Regions from separate parts of the Mus musculus genome. Here region 1 is linked to region 2. A link is a contact called in public ChIA-PET data. All regions are on one chromosome and are shown on one strand. The core of a region is the stretch at or near the end of the contact, and the rest is flanking DNA. Distances in the headings are between cores, read along the strand shown.

Region 1 (5,271 bases), core at 1,392-3,891, 180 kb before region 2:
GGTGGCAAGACTCGTTTATTCACTCAATGCTCATGGAACTCATTTGATGTTTCTAAGAATTGACTGCCTCAGCTGCACAGAATGACATGATGAGAGGAGCCTGGCACGAATAGCAAAACTGAGCTGGGTCAGCTCTTAGGATTCAGGGAGCCCAGCTTTGGGTCCACATTGCACTATTCTACCTAACTGGTTGAGTGGTCTAAAAGTCTTGCTCACTGTATGCCAAATTCATAGTCACAGCAATGTTTATTTCTTCATCCCACCCAAAACAGGTACTAGATTTACTTCTGTGTTCAATGCTCCCAAGGAGCATTTAGGAGCTGGCAGCTTTCTGACCCAATCTTTTCTACTAGCATGTCCTATAAATTTATTACCTTTCCGCTCCCAACTCACAGAGTGTGTCCAGCCACACACTGTTCAATATAAAGGCCATGGAACCAAGTAAAATGAAAACTGACATGCTTACTCACTGATCTAACATCCACAGCCACTCATTCTTCTCACAAAATTTGCCCAGAGGAACTCTTGTCTATAACAGAAGTCTAACCACCACCACTCAAAATGAATCTGTGGCCAAGTTAAGTTTTACAAAACCATGCTCCTCCATCCCTGGCTGGCCAAGCCACAGAGCACAGAAACATATTAACACACTCTGAAAGAGCCTGCTAGAGTGGTACACGCAGTTAATCCCAGTATTCAGGAGGCAAGAACAGGCAGATTTATTAGTTCAGGGCTAGCCTGGTCTACATAGTGAGTTCCAGGACCCAGGGCTACAGAGAGACCCTGTCTCAAAAAATAAAAATAAAAGCATGACTTTCAGAGGATCTGGGGAGGCTGCTTCATGGTGGAGTAGCTATGGCACACCACGTGGAAGGCTGAAGGCTCAATCCCCACCACTACAATGGGAGGGAAGAATGACTGAAAAATCCCAAGAGCAAATACATCTGTTCAACTCTAAATTCTGTTAAGGCAAGGATTCCATTAATTTACATATAATTAATACCTAATATATGCAATGCCTAACATAAAAGATACTAAAACATGTTTTGATAAATGATTTCTTGATTCTCTTCTTGACCCTGCTTCTCTTTTGTTGATATACTGCCATAATTATCTAACTCATTTCTTGTTGACATGATTAAATTAGGATAGGATAGGATATATAGTGTAGTTCACTATATATCCTGGCACTTGGGAAGTAGAGGTGAGAGGATCAGGAGTTCAAAGTCAACTGAAGGTATATATCAAATCTAGGCCAGCCTGAACTACAGTAGATCTCGTGCCTCAAAAAAACCAAACAATGACAACAAAAAGAAAGTAAGAATGCCATATTTACAAAACATCCAGCCACACAGCTATGGTCTGAACAGACTACAAGCAAAGTCAACTGTGAAAAACATTCATGAGAATTAAAAAATAACCTCTCATTTTTAAGGAAGTGAGTTCTTGTTCTTGAACCATGCAATCTAACAACCCGAACCAGTTGTAGCCAGTCTACAGAATAGGCTCTATTAGCACTCGGCAGTTGGTTCAGAAGAGAAACTGAAACTTGATTTTTGCACCTCTCCTGGAACTTTGCAAGATCATCAACTGCATAGCCATTTGCCAAGAAACAGAATTTCAGGAGCTGGTCATCACAAAAGGATCTTTGTAAACCACTCACTCAACCCCAGACTACTGCTCTGACAGGAGTATAACTAGCCTTATTTTATTGATTCAAAAAATGTCTTCCTATTTCTCAGCCACAATTTCCTTTTGCACCCCTCAAGTTGGTTTAAATCTTTCTTTCAAGAAAAGAAATAATTTGTATCCCCCCAAAAAATTTAAAGCCCAAATAAGTTCTACAAAATTGTGTTAATTTATGGTGCAAGTATGTCATTCACTAACATTTAGAATACTGCACAAGTAATCCTAACCCAAAGCTTCACTTCAAGTCAAGTGAAAGTGAATGAATTTAGATGGCATATTCATTCATTAAGACATTAAGCAGCATTATCACTTAGATCCAGGAAGAGCACCAGATTACACTAAATACCTTCTAATACATAAAGCCACTGCCTAGCTGCTCAAGGAGAAAACGCTATGGAAGAAAAGGAAAGAGGATATGGCTAGACAGACTTAAAAACGTGTAGTCGCTGTATAAATCAAAATTCTGAGAAGATGGAAATGGTGTCATGGAGACTGAGTTTTCTTGAATTCACCTATGTGATCTCAAAAAACTAAAAATGTAAATCAAATATGGTGGGCATCCCAGCATAATCTGTTAGAAGAATCTCTGGGTAATAAACTGGGAAAAGCTAGATGCCAGCTGTTTGAAGATGTGGATGGGAGCTACACATCCAGAGTCTAATAGTAAGGAAAACAGAAATGTATAAAGCAAAGGAGGACCTTTCTGATCTGCCCCTTACAATGGAAGTGGTGTCTAGACACAGTCTTCCATAAAGACCCTTATGGGGCAGGGCACACACCTGCTGATCCCTCAGATACTATGAATCCCAGAAAGGCCACAATCCAAGATAAGGAAGAATTTTTCCTGACCAGCAAGTTTGATCTTTGCTGGTAAGCAACTACAAGAGTGATGTGCTTTGTCTGACACAACGTTCAAAGGAGTCCAGCTTCACCTTTTGTTGAGACTTGTGGTGGTGCTAAAGGGAAGAGGAAGCCACACACTACTAAAAAGGATAAGTTGACTCTACTGAAATGAAAAGAAAAAAACCACACAAGACAAAAACAGTAACAACAAAAACTTGCCAACCCATACTCTTGTAAAACACAGGAAAAGCATTACTAGGCTGTGTGCTGAAATCTGGCAAGCAGACTAAAACTGACTAACAAAGTCTGCATCAGAACCATGAAGTATTCAACAACATGGCTAGAGACAGAGTTGGCAAAGAAACATAAAGATGTAAGTTCCAAGCAGCCTTGAACACTGGAAGAACTGTGACCTTAACTGTGAAGAACAACTTAAGAGTTTAACATGGGAACAAAACACCCATGGAAGGAGTTACAGAAACAAAGTTTGGAGCTGAGATGAAAGGATGGACCATGTAGAGACTGCCATATCCAGGGATCCACCCCATAATCAGCATCCAAACGCTGACACCATTGCATATACTAGCAAGATTTTATCGAAAGGACCCAGATGTAGCTGTCTCTTGTGAGACTATGCCGGGGCCTAGCAAACACAGAAGTGGATGCTCACAGTCAGCTAATGGATGGATCACAGGGCTCCCAATGGAGGAGCTAGAGAAAGTACCCAAGGAGCTAAAGGGATCTTCAACCCTATAGGTGGAACAACATTATGAACTAACCAGTACCCCTGAGCTCTTGACTCTAGCTGCATATGTATCAAAAGATGGCCTAGTCGGCCATCACTGGAAAGAGAGGACCATTGGACACGCAGACTTTGTGTGCCCCGGTACAGGGGAACGCCAGGGCCAAAGGGGGGGAGTGGGTGGGTAGGGGAGTGGGGGTGGGTGGGTAAGGGGGACTTTTGGTATAGCATTGGAAATGTAAATGAGCTAAATACCTAATAAAAAATGGGAAAAAAAAAAAAAAAAGAATCAAAAAAAAAAAAAAAAAAAAAAGAGTTTAACAGACATCTGGACAAGCAGGAAGGACCATTGAGAATTGAGGTTGCGAGCAGCAATCAGGGGAGACTGCATTCAGACACTATACCCCATCAAGCTCTTCCCTTTATATTTAATACCCAGTACCAATTAACCACATCAGTCTATCCTCTTCTCCCTTTACCCTTACTCCTCTGGTCCCCTTTCAATTTTCTTTTCTCCTAAGCTTATACTCTTTGCCTTCTCACATTTCATTTGATAGGTTTTCCCAAAAATTACAGGCTAGCCTGATTTGTACGGTTTACTTATCTCATCCTGCCGGGTCCTGGGAATCTTTTAGAGTATTCTGTTGCACTTCTTTCCATCCTTTTGTTTTTTCATTCTCCATTAGGCAGACTGCCTCACTGTGTCCCTATTTCGCCTTCTCTCTTTATTTTTTTCTTCCTCTATTTTTTCTTCCTCTCTTTTTCCCGATACTAACCACAAATTCTTTTTTTCCCATTTCTACTCATCTGACAGGAACTGACACCTTAGTCTATCATGCTACTAGTGTTCCTTTATTTCCTGAAATAATTAGAGCTTAGGGGATGATTGTTACGTAACCATGACTGTAAATTCATACCAGGCCTATATTTTGCTAGTGATTTTTTTCTGTAGACAACATTTTAAGTCCTGGAGACTTAACTAGTGCACGAAGCACCAGTATAGCAGAGCAAAATGGCATCTCAATCCTATTACATCTGAGTCTCTCTTAAATGTTCTAAACATTTCTAATAGAAGAGTAAGAATGATAAAAATACTCAATCAACCTAATTCCAGATGCATAAATCCCTATGCAAAAATATAAAAACAACAAACAAAAAAAGGCAACATGGTTCCTCCAACATTTACCAGATAGTAATATTCTCCAATGACAATGAATTAGATGAAATTCCAGACAACAATTATATTTAAAGAAACAAAAAGGACATAAACCAAATTCTGAATGAATTTCAAGAGAATATAAACAGCTAAGAAGAAGGAGGAAGAGGAGGAGGAGGAGGAGGAGGAGGAGGAGGAGGGAAGGAAGAAGAGAAGAGAAGAGAAGAGAAGAGAAGAGAAAAAAGAAAAGAAAAAAGAGAAGAGAAGAGAAGAGAAGAGAAGAGAAGAGAAGAGAAGAGAAGAGAAGAGAAAAGAAGTCAGCACTGGACACAGTGCTGGCTAGTTTTTAAATGATAAAATCAGACTAAAAAGATTTGTGACCACCTAACCAGCTCTACAGAAGATATTTGAAGGAATGCTCTGAGCTAAAGAGAAAGATCTATCCCATGAAGGGATCGCTCTATCTTATAAGGACACATATGTTTTATCTCATTTTGACTTCCTAGATTTTACATAGATGAAATCATCTATAATATGGAAGTACAAGTGCCATCAGGGGAAAAGAGGAACTACATCGGAAGGAAGTGCAGAGGAAAGGGAGAGCAGTAGCAGGGCAGCGTCCCACCCTTCCTTCCTTCCTAATGTTCTGACCCTTTAATACAGTTCCTCATGTTGTGGTGACCTCCAACCACAAAATTATTTTGTTGCTATTTCATAACCATAATTTTGCTACTGTCATGAATCATAATGTAAATCTATGAAATGCAGGATATTGGATATGGGACCCCAAAGGAGTCATGACCCACCGGTTGAAAACGGGTGTAGTAGGGTATGAAGAGGA
Region 2 (5,834 bases), core at 2,268-4,767:
ACCGACCATATGGAAGATTCACAGGGTCTATGCTCAAGGAACCGTGTTTTACTCAGTAACGTCCTTCCGGTGCGGTGCACAATTACCATTATTTTATTCTTAGTTGCGGTTCTTGGCTCTAATTTATGAATGAAGCTACCAGAGATGTGTATGAATAGAAAAGCAGGGCATGTGGGGGATGGTACTCTACCAGCACGCTTAGGTGTGCACTGGGGCCTCGGAGGATCACTGGGTCCTCTTAAACAGAGCCGATCCGGCGGCCCCCGGACCCCGGCCCCCGCTGCAGCTGGGACTGCATCTATGCAGGGGACTCTGCTTCTCCGCTCTGATGATGTGTAAAGTCACCTCTCATCAGTCAGAGTGTTTCAAACACTGACTTAAAAGAAACATGATTGCTCCAAAGACAAGGTGGGGCTTCAGAGAAACCCTGTCTCAGCAGGGAGGGGGGTAGGTGGGTGGGGGACAATGAAGGAAGAGAAAAGAAACATTTTAAGTAACGCATCTGTTGAGGAGTTGGCTCAAAATAATGAAGATGGCAGAAGGGAGAGGCAGATAGCGCTGACTGGAGTCATGGTGACAGAGATGACAGCATCTTTTCTCCTCTAGGGCACATGGCCAGACCTCACTTCCTTACCTTCAAGAGACAGTGGTACCCTAACCTACCTTGCAGGTTATATACTTTGAGTGAACGAACCTGGTCTCCCGGTATCCACAAAGGCAGAGCGTCGACTCTGCTTGGACTTTACGGGGAGAAAATAAGCGTGTGTGGCACGAAGACGCCAAGCTTCTTGGGTCCTTTCTGGAAGAAGCTGACAGACAGCAAAGGCAGCACCTCTGGGCGTCTGCCCTTCACCCATCCCCCCCAGCAGCCTGGTGTGCTGGTGCTTCCCATACAACAGACAGGTTATGAGCACCCAAGGGGGCCAGGCCCCATGTTAAGACATCAGAGTGCTCACTCTGTACTCACGGCAGTCCTGGTATGATTATCATTGTGCCTATACCTTTCAACGAGGTCACTGAGGCTGAGAGAGGTACAGATTCACTGTGACCTGAAGCAGATGGCTAGCCCTGTAACATCCCCGTGCCTCTGCTGAGCATGTCACCTGGGGGCTACCACCTGATTGTGTGCAAGGCTCTCAGCCAGGTCCTGCTAAGGACAGCACAAGCCTGCCACTACCACGGCCTTGGAAGCCCACTAGTAAGGAAGTGACAGGGCCTATGAGACACATGCACAGAGCTGAGGCTGTCCGAGGGCCAAGTAGTCAGGGATGGACAGTGTTGGGGGGGAATGGGGAGGAAGGCTTCCTGGAGGAGGAGGTACCTGAAGCTGGCAGCAGAGGTAGTGAGATGCTGTCCTTGGAGCCCAACACTACCTCCTAGTCCTCAGGGATAAGCTTAGAAAAACCTGTTACCCTGTCAACAGTAAGGACCAGTAAGAAGCCAGGAATAAAAGATACTGAAATTGGATTAAACAAATAAATAAACCTCCCAATGAAGAAAAAGCCCACAGACAAGACAGCTTCACAGCTGAAGTCTCTGGCCTCTGCAAAAAGAGTCAACCGATGCCAGGATATCAGCTCTTCCAAAAAGGAAGAAGGCTGGGAGGAGTTATTCCTAAGAGACCCTTTTATGAGGCTGATGTCACCCTAATGCCTGGCCAGAGGAACCACAGGAAAGTGACAAGCCAGTGTGCGTGGTGAACGCAGGGGACAGAAACCTGCCCGGCACGCACACAAGAGGTCACGAGGTGCGCACTCCAGCCCTGGTCTGCGAGGCTGGTCTGCCCTGGCAGCCGATGAGAAGCATCACACGCAGAGGGGACCCACACGATCCTGATGCATAACAAGCTTGGGGACAGCAGCTACCCTTGAGGGAGGGCAAGGTCTTTGCCATGAGAGTCATCTATGAAAACTCCACAGCTGATGGAATCTGGCAGCAGGCTGGGTGCTGCTCTCCACACCTCCACTCAGGATCAGCAGACGTGTCAGGCAAGAAAAGAAAGAGAAAGGAAGAAAAAGGCAGCCAAGGCACCTCTAACCCCGAGACTGCACAGAAATCAGAAGAAAGTCTAAGACTTGTTTGCAGCCACAAAAGACTCCAAACAGCTAGAGCAGGGATGGAGACTTCCTACTCCATGATATAAAATTATACTACAAAGCCATAGTAATGAGCTCAGAATGATTCCAACATAAAAACCAACGCACAGGCCCTGGGGGGCAGATCACACATGGTCGGCTCATCCTGGCAAGGGCATCAAGAGAACACAAGGGTTGAAGATAATCCCTTCAGTAAACGGTGCCCGGAAGCCTGCCCCTTTACATGTAAAAGGGTGAGACCATCGTATGCCTGTCCTATTCCACATGTGAAAATCATCCTGATGTGGATTAAAGAAAAACAAACCGTAAGACCTAAATGTAGAGCCAGAAACCACAAGATTTCCTGGAAGAAATCACTAGTTTGGAATATGACTTTTAGGGGGTGACGTCGGGGGGGCAGGGGATGAGGGAGGCTTGAGACACGGTTTCTCTGTGTAGCCCTGGCTGTCCTGGAACTCACTCTGTAGACCAGGCTGGCCTCAAATTCATAAAAGTCCTCCTGCCTCTGACACTTGGGTGCCAGAATTGAAGGTGTGCACCACAGCACCTGGCAGAATATGGCTTATTGAAGAGCAGCCAGATTAGGCTACAAGAGTAACAAATGAGTAATAATGTGTCACAGATAATAAACACATAGCTAAGACTACAGCGAACTCTGTATCTACACAGCAAAGGAGACAAATGAAAAAGGCGGCTGATAATCAGGGAGAAACATTTGCAAGCTGTGTATCTGATTAAAGGATTTAATACCCAAGATTTAATGAGCAGACAAGCAGGCAGATGGGTGGGCATTTGAGACACTTTTTCAAAAATGAGCAAGACGGCCAAGAACACACCGAAAAGGTGGTTGACATCAACTAACTGTCAAGGAGATGCAAACTAAAATGGTCTGTGATACCACCACACAGCCATTAGCATGGCGGCCACTGGATCCAAAACGCAACAAGTGTGGGTGGGGGAGAGTTAGGAGAATGCTTGCACACAGCTGGGTCAGGGGTGTAGACTAGCATAGCCATTATGATAAACAAGGAATCAAAAGTAGAACAACCCAGTAATCTCTCTTCTCTGCATACCCAAAGGAAATGAAATCCCAAAAGGTGCACCCTTGATTACAGCACCAGTCACTAAAGCCACAATGTGGAACAGCCACCACTGATGGAGGGACACAGAAAATGCAGCTCCCAGACACAGTGGAATATTATTCAGCCTTCAAGAGAGAGAGAGAGAGAGAGAGAGAGAGAGAGAGAGATCCCGCCTTGTGCCAGAAAGGACCTAGATGAAAGACAAACTAGGTGAAGTAAAACAAACTGCAGATGTGAAGGGAAGGAGAACCCACTACGCTCAAAGGAGAGCGGTTACCACGGTCAGGGCTGGGTGAGAAGGATGAGTCAGAAAACAGAAAGCAGACAATGTGGTGAGCACCCCTGAGAAAGACCACATGAAGACACACACGGCGTACCGTGTACAGGGCTTTGCTATACAAGGTCATAGCTGTTCTTTGCCGTGGCTATGAATTAAGATATGACAGAGATAATTTGCTTCCAGAGAGTCACGTGAAGGAAGCTGGGTGATGCCTCGAGGTGATGTTTTCTGTAAGAGCTGCCGTCTCATGCTCCTTAGAACACTTTCCAGTGCTAAATAAGACACGGTTACAGATGGTTTTGTTCTAAGCCAGGGCCTTACTCTATAGGCCATGCTGACCTCAGACCAGGAGTACTCCTCCTGACTCAGCCTTCCAAGGGCTAAGATCACATGCCCAGAGTCACCACTCCTGGGTCCCAGGTTTCTCAGGACTTAGTTCCTATACCCTTTGTTACTGGCTCTTCCCCACTCTCAGCCCTGGTAGTACGTCCCAGCCTGCAGACCTGCGATGAATGGAAGTTAGATCCTGACTGAGCCTGTGCCTCCCAACCCCCTCACCTGTGCCCTCATAGCTGCACAGCTACAAAGTAATCCAGCGGCCCACTGTTGTGGGGCCACTGCCATGTGACTCACCCAAGGTGGCCTGGCCCTGGGGTGTCACTTCCCAACAGAATGTTTATTAGCAGCTAGGTAAGAAAGACAGGACAGGTAGAGATCAGAATGCATGCCATGCGGTTCTGGTGTCCTGAGAGGGTGGCCCAGAAAGGCCTGCTCACTCTGGTTGCTTCCCCAGCCCCACAACCCAGTCTACTGGTAAGAAAGGTCAGCAGGCCTCAGGGGGGAAATATGTTGCATGGCCCCTGGAGAGCTCTTAAGACAGCCAAGGTCATGAAAGTCAAGGATTGTGCAATGGCCCTGGCCAGTGGGGACTGGAGTTGCAGCATGAAGGCACGTGGAGGCCTGCATGGGACACTGACCCTATGCCATTGTCACTTCCTGAGCTGGGATGACCCATGTGGCAATGGGCAGCGTGCACAGTGGGAACAGCGGTCAGCTCTGCCTTATCTACAACTTCTTGGAAACCTAAAGTTAGTTCAAAATTGAAAGTTCACTGAGTTTTTAAAAACAAAAACAAAAACAAAAAAACAAAACAAAAACAAAAAAACAAAAAAAACAAAACAAAAAAAACCAAGAAATAAAATGTCAGAACTAAAATCAAGTCCAAGGAGTCAGGGACAGGGGTTTGTCTGCGCCTCAGATCCCAGAACACCTGGCACACAGTAGGTCCTAGTGACCAGTGAACAGCTCCCCACACCTGGCTACTTCGGCCTCTGGAAGGCACTCTGCAAGCCCACCCGGGAAGTCCTGTCTCCTGCCCTGCGGCTCCTTAGCAGTGCTCAATGGTAACTTCCTACCCAAAGATGTCCACAGTGACAGGAAATAGTCACTCAAGCTTCACCATTGGACTACCACTGCCTCCACCCCCAGCTTCCATAGCAACAAACCATAAATACAACTGAGTAGATAACATCCAACCTCGGGGTTTCTGTGGGATCCGCCCCCCAAGAAAATAAAGTGATAACACGTCTTCCAGAATATGAGGCTGCTGAGAAAGCCAGCTCTAACGTCACACAGGCACGTTAGTCTTGGCTGCGTCACCTGCCCCTGTGCTATCTTAGCCACAGTCCTTTCTCAAGCCAGCAGGGACCAAGTTCCTCCCTGCCTCTGCACCGAGGAGACCCACGGCAAGCCTCTGGCCTAGCCCACATATAAGCTGCCCAGTGGGCACATTACGTGCCAGTGCAGCACAGCCCCAGGGAGCCTGATGGCTGGGCGCTGATGGTACTCGGAGTGGAGGAAGGGCACACCCCTCAGGAGAGAGCTGGCTAGCCTTGGCTACAACCTCCAGTGCTGCTCGGAGGGGAGCTCAAGAGACATCCTCACCCCTCATCTAGACCACCCTGTGGGAACAGAACCCTGACATACCCCTCTGGCCATGGGGCAAGAGTCGCAGGGGCTCTGCTCAAAGTCCTTGTCCATCCAGTGAACACATGCTGATCACACTGGCCAGAAAGTGGGACACAGGACTGTACATGGCCAGTGTCCCACAAGAGACTTGTTAGGCTCACAATGAACGTTAACAGAAACAAAACTGGAGTCTGTAGCCAATCATCTGTACATCATTTTAAACTTTTTGTCATCTCTTAAAAGATGAGGGCTACACAGACACACTGAAGCCACCTTTGCACACAGACACAGCTTTCTAGCTAGCCACAGGCAGCTCTTGGATTATCTCAGTGCAATACTTCCTCTCAGGCAAGCACACTGATGTCACCTATGGTTGCTGCAAAGGGTAGCCCAGATCCAACCTGTCCC

Evidence for each region. ChIA-PET counts read pairs in DNA pulled down with a chosen protein or histone mark.
Region 1: an RNA polymerase II ChIA-PET map of memory CD8 T cells shows a contact between it and region 2, with 30 read pairs. The contact joins two enhancer-like sites. A contact is called at or near these places in 1 of 39 promoter capture datasets (hippocampal neurons), 1 of 115 datasets of contacts at active chromatin or transcription factors (memory CD8 T cells) and 1 of 9 other capture datasets (adipose tissue).

The regions. Positions count from the first base shown.
Region 1 is chr17:26,749,926-26,755,196 of GRCm38.p6, reverse strand. The region is part of intron 4 of Crebrf (CREB3 regulatory factor); the gene reads right to left. Among named protein-coding and RNA genes, the nearest start is that of Bnip1, 29 kb to the left of the region's middle. Within about 2 kb of position 2,641, at least 69 of the 459 cell types and tissues checked have an H3K27ac peak or open chromatin away from gene starts, as enhancers often do. A contact at or near this core is called in memory CD8 T cells, where this site is marked.
Region 2 is chr17:26,570,139-26,575,972 of GRCm38.p6, reverse strand. All of the region lies in intron 1 of Ergic1 (endoplasmic reticulum-golgi intermediate compartment (ERGIC) 1), which reads right to left. Among named protein-coding and RNA genes, the nearest start is that of 1700049J03Rik, 7.0 kb to the right of the region's middle. Within about 2 kb of position 3,517, at least 48 of the 459 cell types and tissues checked have an H3K27ac peak or open chromatin away from gene starts, as enhancers often do. A contact at or near this core is called in memory CD8 T cells, where this site is marked.